2 separate regions of the Gasterosteus aculeatus genome follow, and region 2 is linked to region 1. A link is a contact called in public Hi-C data. All regions are on one chromosome and are shown on one strand. Each heading gives the region's core, a stretch centred on a gene start, on an enhancer-like site or on the middle of the called end of the contact. The rest is flanking DNA. Distances are from core to core; before and after follow the strand shown. Region 1 holds the start of b3glctb (beta 3-glucosyltransferase b). Region 2 holds the start of fryb (furry homolog b (Drosophila)).

What was found. Hi-C and Micro-C count contacts between places; a contact is called where the count stands out from the background.
Region 2: a Hi-C map of skeletal muscle shows a contact between it and region 1, with 6 times the contacts expected there. The contact joins the promoter of fryb here to the enhancer-like site in region 1. A contact is called at or near these places in 2 of 6 Hi-C or Micro-C datasets (skeletal muscle and whole body).

Annotation. Positions count from the first base shown.
Region 1 is chr7:23,423,755-23,431,703 of fGasAcu3.hap1.1, forward strand. b3glctb (beta 3-glucosyltransferase b) reads left to right here and starts at 700. Exons shown (of 15, transcript XM_040182322.2): 1 at 700-916; 2 at 3,175-3,212; 3 at 3,350-3,389; 4 at 3,647-3,756; 5 at 6,688-6,764; 6 at 6,906-7,017; 7 at 7,202-7,338; 8 at 7,848-7,911. The coding sequence starts at 856. Within about 2 kb of position 4,482, at least 2 of the 9 cell types and tissues checked have open chromatin away from gene starts, as enhancers often do.
Region 2 is chr7:23,486,658-23,494,606 of fGasAcu3.hap1.1, forward strand. It overlaps fryb (furry homolog b (Drosophila)), which reads left to right and starts at 3,861. Exons shown (of 66, transcript XM_078106551.1): 1 at 3,861-4,062. It overlaps rxfp2a (relaxin family peptide receptor 2a), which reads left to right. Exons shown (of 20, transcript XR_013468358.1): 19 at 482-700; 20 at 843-1,832.

The DNA of each region.
Region 1 (7,949 bases), core at 3,232-5,731:
TTTGCACTTCAGAGCCACCGTACTAACGGTCTGCACAATGCATATAGGCATAAGTGAGTGAGGAAATACAGTTGCATATATTAAAGTATTAATGAATTAGATCAACGTTTGGATGTAGGATTTACATATAAATGAGACTAGATGTTGCACGACTTCACAAAGAAACAACAGAATGCCGACGCAGTTTGTAACATTATGACTGAAGCTTTGTGTGGCAACGACAACCTGGTTTGCAGTTCTTATCCATCAGTATTTCCTTATTCGCATAGACCAAAGCAATTTGATTTCTAATGTTTGGTTTATACGGACAGAAATGTCAACACCAACGTTTTTTTTTTTACACATCCAAACCAACCTGATGAACTTTGGGCCTGTTTAACACATCAGTCATGTTTCAACCAGTCTGGATGCCCTAGAACACAAAGCTTCCTTTCAACACAAATGTCAAAAAACGTCCCTGAAAGTAATGCACTCGATGGACAATTAGTTTTAGTGGATCATAAATAACGAAAACACAAAGCATATTGCCTATTATCTATTCTAATGCAATACGACCAATGTGAAAAATGTTATGTTTACATGAACACTAATCTCATTAAAAAATAGACTTCAGTTGTGGGAGAAAATTCGGATCCTTTACAAAAGTAAAAAAAAAACCGTCCCTTTATTTATAACGTTAATTGTAATATTTGCCTTCTAGTAATTATTCAAACAGCGACCGCTAGAGGTCACTGCAGCTCTTCAATAACACCCACTGCAGTCAGACGCTGTTCTGTCACTGAGGCGGTGAAGCTAACCATTTTAGCCGTAAAAAAAGACGGTTCTTTCAGGGGTCGAACAGCGGACACGGGCACCATGGCTCGCCGGAATGCGCTACAGGGAGGCGAAGCGGTCGCCCTGCTTCTCCTTTGCCTCGGTAAGTGGGCTCGGTGCCCCGCTGCGGCTGACGCTGCTAGCGGCGCCGCTAGCGCTACAGCAGGACGCGCTGCGAATGGCACGAGGAGAAAACCGGAAGCGATTGATTTTTGCCTTCAATGTCTGGTTAGTTTATAATTTTACCAGACATTAAGTGCATTCTGTTTTTTAAAAATATACTTATTTACCCCCAAAGCTATCAATTGAGTTATTTTTAAGTGACAGGTCTTTGGTTTATTACAAAAAATTGAGTATTTTGTGCTTTATTTTGAAATTCAAAACGGACGATAGTTTAACGGTAAATAAGTTGGTGCCCCGCGACATGCAGACGATGCGATGGGGTTTGTAAAGAAGAGGCCGTTTGAATGCACAGAAAGTGAGTTTTGGGGGCAGGTTGCAACCGCTGCATGGTCCGCAAGTGTAAGACACCTACTATGGCTTAAAGGTGTGGATGAGTGTCTTTAGGATCCACCCTAATCATTAGTCATGGCTGATGAATAATAAAGTGTTTAACAAAAAAGGATTTAAAAAACGAATCGGAAGAGAATTAGGATAAATTACAATTTAGATGTGACATATTGTTTTTTTTTCCAACAGTAAAATGTCACAATATAAAGTCCTGAACACTAAAATATCAATAAAATAAATAACATTCCTGAGCAAAGTTCATAAAGAACGAAGAACACAGACATTGTTGGTGTCAGTCGTTGCTGTGATCTATATTTACTTTGGCACCGATTTAATACCCGGTTTTGGATTGCATTCCTGGCTTCAGTTTACATAAAACTCATAAATCTCTGGGGAGAGTTGGTGTCCGCTCCATGAGCACATAATTTGTCTGTAACCCCGGGGAATTATAGTCACCATTTCCTTTGAATGAATTATAAATGCAACGGAGAGGTAATTTACATCCCTATAATAGTGGACTATTAATATCAGCCAGCAATCATTTAAAAATGTCTCACGGTGGCGAACGAGGTCTGTGCTCAGATTTACAAAGGGTATTTAATACGTCACCCTGAGCTAACATGAGCAAAGAAATGTGATGGGGCTGATGGGAGGCTGATGGGAAATGTCCATCAAACACAGTGTGTGAAGGCCACCGGAGTCCTGAGAGGAGGTCTAATCAGGAAAAACTAATTGAAAACCGCCGTAGGGGCGTGACGTGGACGTGCAGGGAGTTTGAAATAGAAACTGGAAACACTAATTTGTTTTAGTCTGGGATTTATAATACAATGTTTTGACAAACACATATCATATCATTGGTGTTGTCATAGACCTTAATTTTGTTGATGGAGACCCCTTTTTGTCTTTTATATGAAAAGATGTGATGTGACGTGAATTCTAAACAATTCAATGGCTCAAATGGTGGGATGTCATTTATTCATGATGCTAGTTACGCCTGTGCATTTCCTGTAATATTCATGAAATAGACATTTTAACTGATTCGGATGGAAATGTTTCAATAGTATCGATATAACCAGATATGCAATACAACGGTAGGTATCCCTAAAGAAATATAATTCTTAATGTTATTCATTTTCTTTTCTCTTATAGCTCCATTAGTTCCACTCATTCATAGACCGCTGATGGTTTGTTTTGCCCCTTTGGTGGTACACATACAGTACTTACTGCATACAAAGAGAATACATCAAACCAGCCAGATGTGTGAGCGGCAGTGCAGATACCAGCGCATATGTTTACCATCACAAACCAACACACTGATGAGTAGCTCTAGCTGTGATTTCAAAGTCTGCTTTAAGGTGTCGTGGCTTTAAAGTCTCTCTTTGATATCCTTGACAGTGATACAAGAAGTCTACAGCAACCTTTGAACCTGCTACTGCTGGCTTCCTGCTTGCACCATCACATGTCACGTTCTAAAAGACGCGTCAAGATGTTGAAAGTTGGCATCGTTTATTGATTCTTTTTTTATTGAAGCGGTGCCTTTTTATGCATTAATATTCAGTCGTTTATCGTATGCTTTACGTCAAGAGAATACTGACTTATATTTGCTTACTACCGGGCCAATCATTCACCTTGTTGGTTTTATGCGTCTATTTGTTTTTTTATTTATATTTGAGTGCCTGGAAAGCGCCTGAGCTCAAAAGAACACATTCATTCTTCTTGCTTTAAGTACGACTTCTGTTGTAAATTGATTCCCCTCTGACGGATCGTCTAATCCACTCCGAGATGAATCGGTCATTTGCGTCACTAATTCATACATTTGATGATGTAATTCATCATTCTTGCTGCCTCAAGGTGCCTCCGCAGAAGAAGGACCTACAGGCCGTGCCCATGTGAGTGCCCCAGATCGCCGCCGTGCTTGTGCTTCGTCATGAGGCGCTGCAGTGTGTGTGTGTGTGTGTGTGTGTGTGTGTGTGTGTGTGTGTGTGTGTGTGAGAGCTAACGAGTCTCCCTCTGGACCCCACCGCAGGCCGCACAGCGCCAGGAGGACGCATCACACGCCTCTATTGGTGAGTGAGGGATTTTTTTTGGCGGCGGATGGTCTGACATTCTGTCTGTGAGAAACCGATCAAGGAATGCACGTGATTATTTGTTGCAGACTACTAAAAGCACAAACTGTGTACTCTTCATCTTCGTCATCGCTGTGAAGTTTACTTGGCAGGAAGACGAATAAGAGTATTTTCCCAAATGCCCTGTTTTCTTTAATTGTCACGTCTCTCTGGGTTTCCTCATTTGTCGTCCATCTACCATTTCTGTCTTTTTGCAGGATTGTCGGACGTGGTGTTAGTGATCCAGAGCCAGAGGAACTCCTTCCACGCACGCCGAGCTGGTGAGAGGAAGGTGGAGATACTTCAGCGGGCCGCTGAGCTTGGGCAGGTAACATCTGGCAGACACCGGATTAGCTCCGTCGCCGAGCTTTATATCTCCGTTCTTGGCCCTGTTTCAGAAAGCAGCTCTAAGTAACTCTGACCTCTAACCGTGACCTCTGAGTTCACTGACTGTGAAATGGGAAACTCTGGGGTTTTAGTTCCAGAAAAGCTGCTCAGCTTTGTTCACTCCAAGTAAAGTCTTTGTGTTCAAAGAACATTTATCAATACGGCCCCGATCCATGATTCACCATGGCAACGGGTAACTAGCAGGCCGAATCTCCATTTTAATCTAATGGCTCAAGATCAAATGCATGTACTTTTTATTTATTTCTTTTAAAAGTCAGAGCGGTTAAAGGAACTCAATGAAATCCAATAATACTGTTTTATTCAGCGTCCATTCATTTATCATTTATCCATACTGGCATTTCCTTCAAGGATGATGGATGATGGATTACAAAGCGGTCTAATCTAATCTGCATTTGATTTTAAATTAATTTGTAATCTCGTAGGGGAAAACACAGGAGCAGCTATAGTTTAATACGGAGGCTTTATTTCAGTTACTTCAACACATCAAGTGGGTTTAACAGCAGTCCAAGAATTGTGCACAATTAATATCTCTATTATGTGCATGAAATGTGGTTTGCTGGCAATAAAGGAACAATAACGCTGTAGGGAGTTTCATTTTGAATGTGGTACTTTTGCACTGCTGCAACGTTACATCGGCACCATTAGGTGTCCTCCTTGTCTCAGAGCTCCCCTCAATAAGCTGAGAGGAAATGAGGCCCTCTGCTCTCATGCTACTATTATTTACACATTTGTGCCTGAAGAGTAGCTGGAAAAACGAATTTGTTATGGACCCGAGTGCAATGAGAGGACAGGCATATGGTCCTGAGAGTAGACACCCAGAATTGCTGATTCTCCTTTGAATTATGGGTATATTGTGAAATAATCTTGTATTATCCCTCAAAACTCATTTTCAATCCAGAAAATCAGACATGAAGCTGTGAAGAGGATTCATAAACTATATGAAATACACATATGTACCCCACCCCCCATCTTTGCTGTAGTCAGCTTAAATTTGACCCACTCCCAGCCTCTTATAGTCATTCCCTGTCACTCTCTGTAACTGGACCGCAGCAACGGTTCTACCTCCGCCATCTATACGGCCATCGTAATTTTGTAAAGGGGGTCGTTCAGAACCCCCACTATTTCTACTGCTATATCCAAAAGGAACCACATCTAATACGCTAGGTGATCTTCTGTTGGCCTAATGTTCCATTCAGAGTGTTGACAACAACGTTTCATTTGTCGTGTTATGGCTTCAGAATAATGAAGCCAACTCATTTGCCTCAAAACTGAATGAGGGACTATCTGTGTGGGGAAATTGATTAAGTAAAATCCGACTGCACGCTGTGAAAACTGTTACTGCTGAAAAGAGAAAAATTTAGTGATTAATGACGGTATGTTGAGGTTGGTACAATCATCTCTGCGCGCTGACAGGCGCGTGTGTGTGTGTGTGTGAAAGCTTTCTGTGGGTTGGATGTCTATACCAGAGAGATGCTACTCGACTAGCACGATGTTTTGAATGAGGGCAGGTTGTGCGTCTTGCATTTAAACATTTTTAGTTTTTTTACCCGGGACGGGGATTAAAGGTCACTTATGACATGTTGACAACTCCTTGTCTGACTCTTCTTTTATTTGTTGACACTGAAGGAGTATTTTGACACACAGCTCGTCGTGGATATCAGTCATGATGCGTCTCAGTTTTACTGCCTTGTTTACACAGATTCACAGCCGCATCTTTTCCCGGTATTGGATTTAAAGGGAGAGATAAACCGTTTTCTTTTTACAGGCTTGTCACACGGCCCTTGTGTTACTCGCCGTAAGTGCAGGCGTTTAATCCAAGAGATCATTGTCAATGCAGCGTATTTTACAGCCTCATCATCCAACCTCATTACAGAGTCGCTTCTCAGCTCTTTTCGCCCACCTCTTACCGCCGCACTTACAGCAGCTGGTAAAAACCCCCATTTTGCTCCCTCACAATCCGAAGTGGACTTGAGAAGGGGGGGGGCGCATGTGAACTTTCAATGTGAGGCATGTCTGCTGGGACACAATGTGACCATACTTTGTGACTATTACGTGTGCATCTAGTGTCATTTATGTCATGGAGGGCGGGCAAATTAGCAATCAACTCTCTGAATGTTAGCTAGATTTCCTTACAGTGCTTTTAATATTGACACGTTGCTTTCGTTGGTCTCGTCATTGTCATGAATCAAAAAACTATTAACGTCGCTTCAGGTCGCTCTTTCGCTGTTGAACATGGATGCAATTGAATGAGGGGCTGGATCTCTGCAGAGACGAGACGGAAGTAAACATTGGCGTTCATTTCACACCTATTTTTGGCAATACTTTCGTTAATCCTCGCGACTGTGTCAGTGCTAAGAATACCTGCCTGGACGAGATGCGCGTGAGTCACTCAGGGAAGGAGGGAGTCACAGGAGCTCCCCCTGCCCTACTTTTCAGCACACCATTGTCAGAACTACACCGAAAAAAAACTGCACCTCCAAGCAGAGGCTGCTACTCACCGCGGTCTCCATCAAAGGCTTCGCCAGTCGATGCCCACCAGGATGTCCGGGTGTATTTGGATGATCATGTCAGTGGACTATGTATCATGGTGTTACGTTAGATTTTGAGACAAAAAAATAGTAATACATACTTCTGGTAAATCTCCCAGAACTCCCGGTCCCCAGTTTTTACTTATTTGTTTTGCTATTTTACTCGTTCAAAATTCAAGTGGAGTACTTCCTTTCTTTTTACTTTAATGCACATCGTGCCAGTTCGACCCGACTGTTGTCTACTTGTTGTTTTACTCTGGTCTCCCGTCCCTCCGGTGCACACAAAAACACATTTTCAAATTGAGTTGTTTTGTTTCATGCAGGGAGCTCCAGTCGTTCTTCTTCTCCATGAGCTGTCCACGTTTGAACGGGATTGGAGCATCCTCCCTTTGCTTCCTAAGTGAGTCTTATAGAGACATATTGAGATGGTAAACAAAATAATCAAATTAAACTCAATATGGCTTAAATGATTTCAGCTGTAATGATTCGTTTGGGGTGAAATGTATGCATGCCGTTAATGACTTTGTGTGGATCTTTCCAGTCTCTCCGCCACTTACGGCCTATCAGCATCCTGGTTTTTCTTCCTAGAGGAGCAAACCAGCATCACGCTGGCTAAGCTGCTGCAGGTCCTCAACAGATATCAAGTCCAAGAGGTGAGATGCACGACCCTGGACGGGCGCTGGCTACAGGTTCTGTTTTTGCAAAATGTCCTATAGATGATCTGGTTTTCCGCACTGGAGAACTTATTACACTTTGTAATGCCTGGAAAATGAACGAGCTACTTTCTTTTCATATCACCGTGCCCTGTCTACCTTTTTGTTCCCCCCCAACTCTAAGGAATGGTTTTTGGGTAAGCGTCTCCATGACAACGAGCCCTCCATTATCCACCACTATGCGTTCTCCGAGGACCCCGGTTCCTTTAGTTACCCTGACCCCGCAGCAGGCTGGGCTCTCAGCTCGCTGCTGCTCCGGAGGTGTGTATGCATGAATGTGTCACTCATGTCTTTCTGTCCTCTTTTTTTTTTTTTTTGACAATGTGACCATGGCTGAGGGAAAACCTTCATTCATTCATTCATTCATTTCAGTGTTATGGTGGTAGACACCATTACAATACATGGTGCAGAAACCCAATTGAAATGAATAATAGCGAGTAGCACGTACAGAGGCTAGAGACCCGAACCACAATGCGTGGAAAGAAAAGACATCATCCGCTACCACATTTTTTTGTCTATGCCTGACATCCAAACAGACGCTCCATTGATTTGTGTCTATGCCTGTAAAAGGTCCCAAAATAAGGTCCCTTCAAATCTGGAGCTTGTGCTCTTTTCAAATGCAGAAAACACAAACAAGGATTCAAAGGAATTGCTGAAAAACAAACAACTCAGAACCACACCTTTGGCTGTCCAATGTACATTCTCCGATACGAGGAAGGAAAGTCCCCACTTCCATCGTGCCGTTCATCTCTCACTTCCATGTGTTTCAGACTCGCTGAGCGGATCCAACACATGCAACCCAAGTCCGATTTCACTATCGACTTGAAACACGAGGTAACTTTGAACAATGTTCAGGAGCTTTGTAAATCTGT
Region 2 (7,949 bases), core at 2,611-5,110, 62 kb after region 1:
AAGAAAGCATTAGATTACATGAATTATTTTACAAATTGCAAAATCACCTAATGGCCGAAGCAAGGATTTTTTTTCCCCTTTATGCTGCAATGAGCAGCAGGCATGAACACGGAGCTGCCTCCGACACTGTGGCCGGTTCTCTTAATACATTCAGGCAATATGTCAGATGGTTTCATTTATACTGCTTCAACCCCAAAGAGGTACAATTATCCGCTAATCGCTAAGATTAGAAAAATGTCCCAAAAACAATATAAATATGTGAAAAAAAAGATTTCAACCAGCGACCACTTTAAAATGTTGCTCAATCATCAAAGCATCAGAAATAATCATTTGATAGTATCATTTACTATAATATATCAGTGGGAGTTTTTTTTCTGCTGAATATATCCTTAAGTATATATTTCTTTTGAACGATATTATTGGTACTTTTACTGAACTTCCCCCCCCTGTGTTTATGTGTGATTTATCTGCATTTCTTTAGGTCTAAACCTGGTGGCATTCCTGGTTATTGCCGTCTCCTACTCCAGCATGTTCTACTCCATCTATAAAACTGGTATCAATGCCACAGATCTGAGGAGCAGACTGCACAGAGATGTGGCTGTTGCCAACAGATTCTTCTTCATAGTGTTCTCTGATGCCCTCTGCTGGATTCCCATATTTTTGGTGAAGATCCTCTCACTATTGGAGGTGGAGATACCGGGTAAGAAATGATTCTGTGTTTGCATTGACAGCTGCCACACACCAGTGATCTGCTGCCTACCCTTTACTTACTGAATAGCGTAATAAGAAACATCCACTCACTGCTTAAACGTGTGGACGGCTCTGCTCCTGTTTTCCTTTAGGCACCATCTCTAGCTGGATGGTCGTCTTCATCCTACCCATCAACAGCGCTTTGAACCCCATCCTTTACACCTTGACCACCAGCTTCTTCAGAGAGCAGGTGGAAGTCTTACTCTGTCGTTGGCAGAGGAGACACATTCTGAAAAAAGACCGCAAAAGCCTCACCTCCTCCACAATCTTCATGGAGACGCCACGTCCTCCCTGTTACCAGCCACCAGCCTACGTCCAGAAGTCGGCACACGCCGGCGCAGATCCCCGCTACGCCTGAACCAAGGCCGGGACCTTTCCTGGCGCTTTGTAAACCTGCCTGTCAACGGGCCTCTTGCCGGTTCTGACTTCACGCTGCTACGGGGAAGTTGCACTGCTTCAATCAAGCTGACTTTCCAGTAGAACAAGATTATCAATCACAAGCTCTGGCGTGGTCCATATTTGTAAAAAAAAAAAAAAAAAAAGAAAAAGAAGAAGAAGATATATACGGATGGGGACAGCCCTTTGGGGTTCAGTGAAGATAGGAATAACAAAGAAGCTGATGAACACTAGCAGATACTGTACATTTCCACCCCGAGGAGCATCACAACGGACTTTTGAGAGAGAGAAAACGAGAGAGAGGGAGAGCGAGAGAGAGGCACAGCCAAATATCTCCCTCATCTCAGAGACAATATTTTCTACAAAGTGAATTATGGGTCAAAGTTCACTGAATCACTGAGAAATACTTCTTTTAACTGAGGAATATCTTCAAGGACAAATGGTTTCAGTCTAAACTAAAAACAAGAGGCAAGAGTCTGGGATTTCATAAACTCACACATGGTTTATGGAATTATACTATTGTCAAAATACAAATGAAACATTAATTAATGGTCACATAATGATGATGTAGTTCAGCGGGCATCTTTTTTCTTTCATCTGCCAGTTGAAATGTAGCAGGTTAAGATTAGAGTTGGTTAAACAATTTAAGGTATTGTAAGGTTATGCGATTAAAATATTCCATGACATTTTCTGCTTCTTCTCTGTCCATCTTTTTTAAATTTCTGTTCAAATCTATTGCACCTTTATTGCCTGATTTTACAGTGCTGCATGAAAAAATGTTAAATAAATCCCACAAATTATATTTATTCATACAAAAATCTACAAATTAAAAGACAAATAGCACTTTTGAATGATCATATTAAACACTAGTATTCATTTTACTAATAAAAAGCTTTCAAATTTCAAATAATTTCACCTTTAATTAATGGTTTCCCGGTGATGATTTAAACTGGATTTTGAATTGTATCAAAATGTGTATTAGCCATTTGTTTAGTGAATTAAGGCAGGATTATAATTTCATGTACTAAGCACCGAAGTGAATTTCCAAAAAAGGTGAGCGAGTGAGTTTGACAAATCGACAATCAGTGGATGTCGTGCAGCAGTCACGTGTAGCAGCAACTTCCTGTTCCCCAATGAATGTAAACTGATGCCCATTTCTGCAATACTTCATATTTTAATGTAATGACTAATGAGTGTAATGTGATTTGTTTCCCTGACTTGTTTACTTGACATTTTTTGCAACCCATCTGCATGTACTTTTCAATTGAAACTGAATTAAGTGTGCAACACAAGGGGAGGGGGGGGTCCATCACAAAATACAAAGACACATAACAAAAGATATGCGGTACACTATGTGCTTTGTGCTAATTCTAAATCACAGCCAATGTGCTGCAGCATCTTGCTACCATTAAGTCATACTTTTAGACCTCCTGATTGCATGACTGACCTGAACTGGATTAAAATGGTCAGTTACAGCATGCTGCGCAATTCACTAATCCGTACATCAGGACTTTGTTCGGTTCGGATCTTTTGTCACTGGGCGACATCAGCTGGAATTACGTTTTATGTCTCTATTTATACTTTTTATACTGATAAACTGTATAATATACTTTTGTTTTTGCTGCCTTTTTACAGTTTGATTCAAGGACAATCAAGAACCAGATAATGGTAAAAGACAACCAGGACGTTATATAGGTGTGCTGATTTCTAAAGCAGTATGCCAAGGAGTGAAAATTACTCTCATGAAATAAGGACTATTGTTTCTGTGCAGGTTTATATTTGTTGTACAACATCTGGAGTCTGTCTTGTTGGTGTTTGTTATGTAACGTGTTTGTTAGAGGTTTGTTGGTGATTTTATGTTCATTTGCATCCACACAGATATCGCCCTTCGACTGGGTTAATAAAAGAAAAAAAAGAGACCAAACCTCAAGTACCTTAAAACATTTACCCCCTAAAAAAATGGAACAAGCTGACAAAGAAGACACCAGTATGCACACACACTTGCTCACTCACTCCCTCACACACACAGACACACACACACTCACGCACAAACAAAAACACGCAATACTCACGCTAAACGAACAATTCTGTTCTAAAATTATAAGTACCTGCACCCAATAGAGAGATGAAGCACTGACCCACTTCCCTGTTCTTCTTAAAAATGGTAGAGCTTTCATACTCCAAACTGAATGTAACATTTACCGTTGAGGACAGAAATCAGTTTCTTTCATTTTACATTATATTATGACTCAAAACTGCATTTCCCATGACCATGATCAAAACTTTATCATATAGTTGGTTGAGAATGAGCATGTATGCAATACGACAGATTCCTAATGCACAGATTTTTTTTCAGCAACCTTCTGTTAACTAATTGATTTGATACATTTGAATACTTTTGAAACATGGGTGGTGTAGAAAACCCCCACACGATAACACCAAGAAGGAGACTTACTCTATGAAGAACATGTTGATTTCACTCTATCGTCAAAGGGAAGCGGTCCATTTCGTCTCTTGCTCTTGTGCAGCAGCCTGTGGGAAACGCGTCTGTTCTCGTGTCTTTTTCTTTTTCTACAGCCCCTTCATCACTTCATTTGACTGCACCTGCGGTGCTCAGCATCCCGCCTTGGCAGGTGTTCTACCCTTGGACCTTGTTGCATCCTTAGCGACACGTCGATGGACACCGCCAACAGCCAATAGGAAACGTGCACAGTCTGCGCCTCGAGATCCTCGCCATCCAATTGGTTGCTAAGGGCGGGGCCCTGTCATCCCCAGCAGTAGTGCTGTCAGCCGGGGCAGCACGACTACCGGAGGAGAGAGACGAAACGGATTGATGAAAACAGGCCACTACATCACATAAACAAAGAACCAGTGCCAAGATATGGTCCCGTAGTTGCCACAGTCGACGCAGACAAGGTACAGTTGGGTTTAATGTCGTTTTAAAGCCGTGTCCGGTGCTGTTTTAATGGTGCTGTGTTGACTACAAAGGCAAACCGAGCAACGTCTCGCATAAACATCGATACAACGTTAACTATCACGGGGGGTCGAACTAGCTCGTAGGCTAACGGTACCGAGTTAGCTAACTACAGGCGTCGCTGGTGATGGTGTTCGACAGGCACTTTACGCGCAATTAAATGTGAGCAACCTATAATTAAACACCCTCCGCGTTTCCTTGGTAGGACTCACACGGCGAACAAAGCCGCGTCGCTTCGTGGGGCGGACGAGCCGGGCAACAGTCTTCGTGTTGGTCCGAGGCGGCGGTTGTAAAAGACACACTTGGTGTGCAACGGTGGTGGGAGATAATGCTAACATGCGCCACCGTGCTGACTTATGACGTTAGCTTACGACCCAGCCGGTGTCACCATTGCCGGGGGTGGCTAACGCACACGCACCGTGGGCTTTAGTAAACACGGTACACGACATCTCGTGGTGTGTCAATGCATTATTCTCCCCCTCCTCCCCCTCCTCATTGTGGAAATGAAAAGCTAGTTTTTTGAATTAACGGAGAGGCTTCAGTGAATATTTACATCATTTTACGTCATGTATTATTCACGTGCACTCCTCTATACAGCTCTATTCCGAGCTGTTTAATTTCTTGGTATTGCACGTATATTGAATATATATATATATATATATATATATATATATATATATATATATATATATTTAAAAAAATGAATTGCATATATATATATATATTTTTTTTTATTGGGTTGATATTGTGCCGCTCTGGAAAGATATACACCACTGACTTTCCAGTGAAGTTAATTATCATGGTTTATCACACCTCTTTCCTTTGCTTAATTTTTTAATTTTCGTCTATTCATGCCCCCATTTTAAGTCAATTATTCCTTCATTATTCACCCCCTCCCTCCCTTCCTAGCCCAGTCATCTCCCTCTCCATCTCCCCAGCTGTTTGGCACTGCTGGTCAGTTAAGGCGACCCAGTTTGCTCCATTGTTCTGTGTCTGGACTGAGTGACACACACACACACACACACACACACACACACTCACAGAGCATGTGTCACCGCGCTTCCCCTCACTCCCATATGGGGTTCTCTATTTTTTGCCCCCATCTTCCAGTTGACGTACTCCCTTGATGTGTTATCGTGAAGTTGTCTCTGGTTGTTTTAAGCAGTGAAGCAAGAATTCAGGGGAGCCACATAAAGGGTTTCAGAGAATGTGAGGATTCTCCATTGACTTAGATGTAGTCATCTTTTCTAATCACAATATTCATATAAAACAAATAGTTAGGAAAATGATTGAAAAAATATTAGATTTACCGATGGATTCTTTCCTCTTTCAGAGACCACGTTGACACAAATCACTAGATTCATTTCCATACTCAAATGTCATATTTGATATGACACCCTGTTTTGGAAGTTAAATCATGATGGTACAGTGCGGTTGCAGCAGTGACAGTCTTGTTGTCCACGGTTGTAAACCCTGTGAACTACGAGCAAGAAACCGAACAGAAACTGTGTTAGTCCACCCTCGCTGCCCACTGAAGCATGGTCTCAGAGGATGAACTCTCTTTGGTTCCCATAGATACCTGCCGGCACCTCACTCCCACTGGCTTGCATAACCCGGTCCACGCATAAACAGAGACGTCGGTGCACACTGGCATTCCTCGGCACCACACTCCCTTTCTGGCTTTGTCTCGGGTGCTTTTGGAGAAGCGATAGGGGCTTTATTTTATTGTCAAACTCATTTCCACAATTTTGCTAATAGAATAGCTCTTATCAGATAATAATAGGTAATCAATAATCAGATGAGCCTGGTTGAGTCATGTGTTGACGTAACTATCTAGACGTCTGGTTGAGAATGAATTAATTTGACTTGTGTGTCTTGGGGTGTTTGATTTAGGATGTGATTTTAGGACTTCCCATAATTAGTCGGGGAATGTTGTTTTACTGATATTAGCTTTGACGGCACTGAGGCTGTTAGTGGAAGCATTAATCTGCAAATTACAGACCCCAGAGATCTTCTTCACATATCACTCTCTCTCTATATGTAGAGCCCCTTCGCCTTTTTGTATATCAATATCCACAGGCTGCAGGGCATAGTGTTTGCATGTGGACTTATCATGGGCTAATATAGGTGAATGAATCATTTAATGAATAATTTAACGTGGGACTGCACAAATGTGACGAGTTGCATGAGCTGAATTATTATACATCTAATGAACTAAAGGGGGCACCATAGTAGAGCCGATGTGGGCCTGACTATGACTATGATGATAGTTAGCAGTTGTACTCGGCTACAACTTGTGGTACTTGGTACATTTCATTCCATGAGACGACACCTGTGAAATACCCAAAATATGTTCAGTTAATTTTAGTTTAGATTATCTTTATGACCTTATGCCCAAGCTCGGTTCCAAGAGGTCTACGGTCTTCATCAGTTGGTTCAGAGCTTCAAGTGAAAATGAAAGCCCACAACTGCCCTGATAGCAGCTAACAACCAGCAGCCTCAGGCTCAACACCTGTCAAGAGGAAAGTTGCAAAATCAGTTTCCAAACAACCAGCGCAAAAGTGAAAGTATAACTTTCTAGTTGTGGGAACCCTGAGCGCACTTGTCAGTTGATAGTGCGCAGATAATATTCAGAATTTTAAAAACACTTGTTACTTATATGCTATCAATATCTCCCATTAAAAGTAGGCTCTGTGGGGGCGTTTGTGAGCGAGATGGGGAGTGAGACGCACATTTCTGTGCTCCTGCCAACTGCAGCTCCTACTACACAAATACCTGAATAAAAGCTTGCTCAACATAAATGCGTTAGCAGCTAATACTCTCGTCACAGGCTTTATAAAGTGGTCAGATGTGGCACTGATTTAGGACACGCTTTTTGGAGAATGCTTACTGGCTCATCTTGTAACCCAGATGTAAACCGTAAACACAGTTGGGAACTTCTTAGATTTATTAACAGGTAATTTTAAACACAAACTAAGGCTTAATATCAAGTGAATCAAAAGCACATCTCTCGCGGCCTGCTTTTTGACTTAAAACATTCCTGCGAGAACGAGGTAATGGTTTCATATTTCTGTCCGATTGGCACTGCTGTGTCTTTGTCAAGTCAACCTCTTCCTCGTTCCGTCTCCACAGACAAAAACACGGAGACCATCAGATATGATAAAACTGTGAGGATGTGAGGGACAGTCTGGGTTTGGATGAAGTACTGAGTAAAAGGGCATAGACAAAGAAAGGAGTATGTGAAGGGATTGGGCGCTGCGGCAGCGGACAAATTATAGTTATTAAGACACTTTTGCTGTTCATCCAGATTCTTAGCCCGTGGTGTGTGTGTGTGTGTGTGTGTCTGTTTGGGTGTGTTTGTTGTCCCAGCCACCCAGAGCATGTCTGTACAGCTACTAAAAGGCATCTCCTAACTCAAGTTCAGGCTGATTTATGTGCAACATCGACATACTTACTTTAGAAATTGAATCTTTATGATTATGAGTGGTGTGAGAATTGACCTTGCGGGAATTTTTGGGGGTATACAAAATAATATTTTTTATTCACCTTATTGTGTTGGACAGATTATGATATGTGTTGTTTGTCATCAATGCACCTTGTGTATCAAACGAGCGACGAATGGCCGTTGCTTCTGTCTCGTGTCTCTACCGTCATCACCCCCTCCTTCCTCCCAGCGGCCTGCTTCATGTTTGCCAACACATTCCTGAAGTTGATTGGGTAACCTTTGTGTTTTTCTTTCACCGGTCGGTCGCAGGGGTTGTCAGTTAATGAAAGGAAGAAAACAAAAAGAAGCAACCTCCTGTTTGTGGGTAAGAGCGAGTGCGTCTGC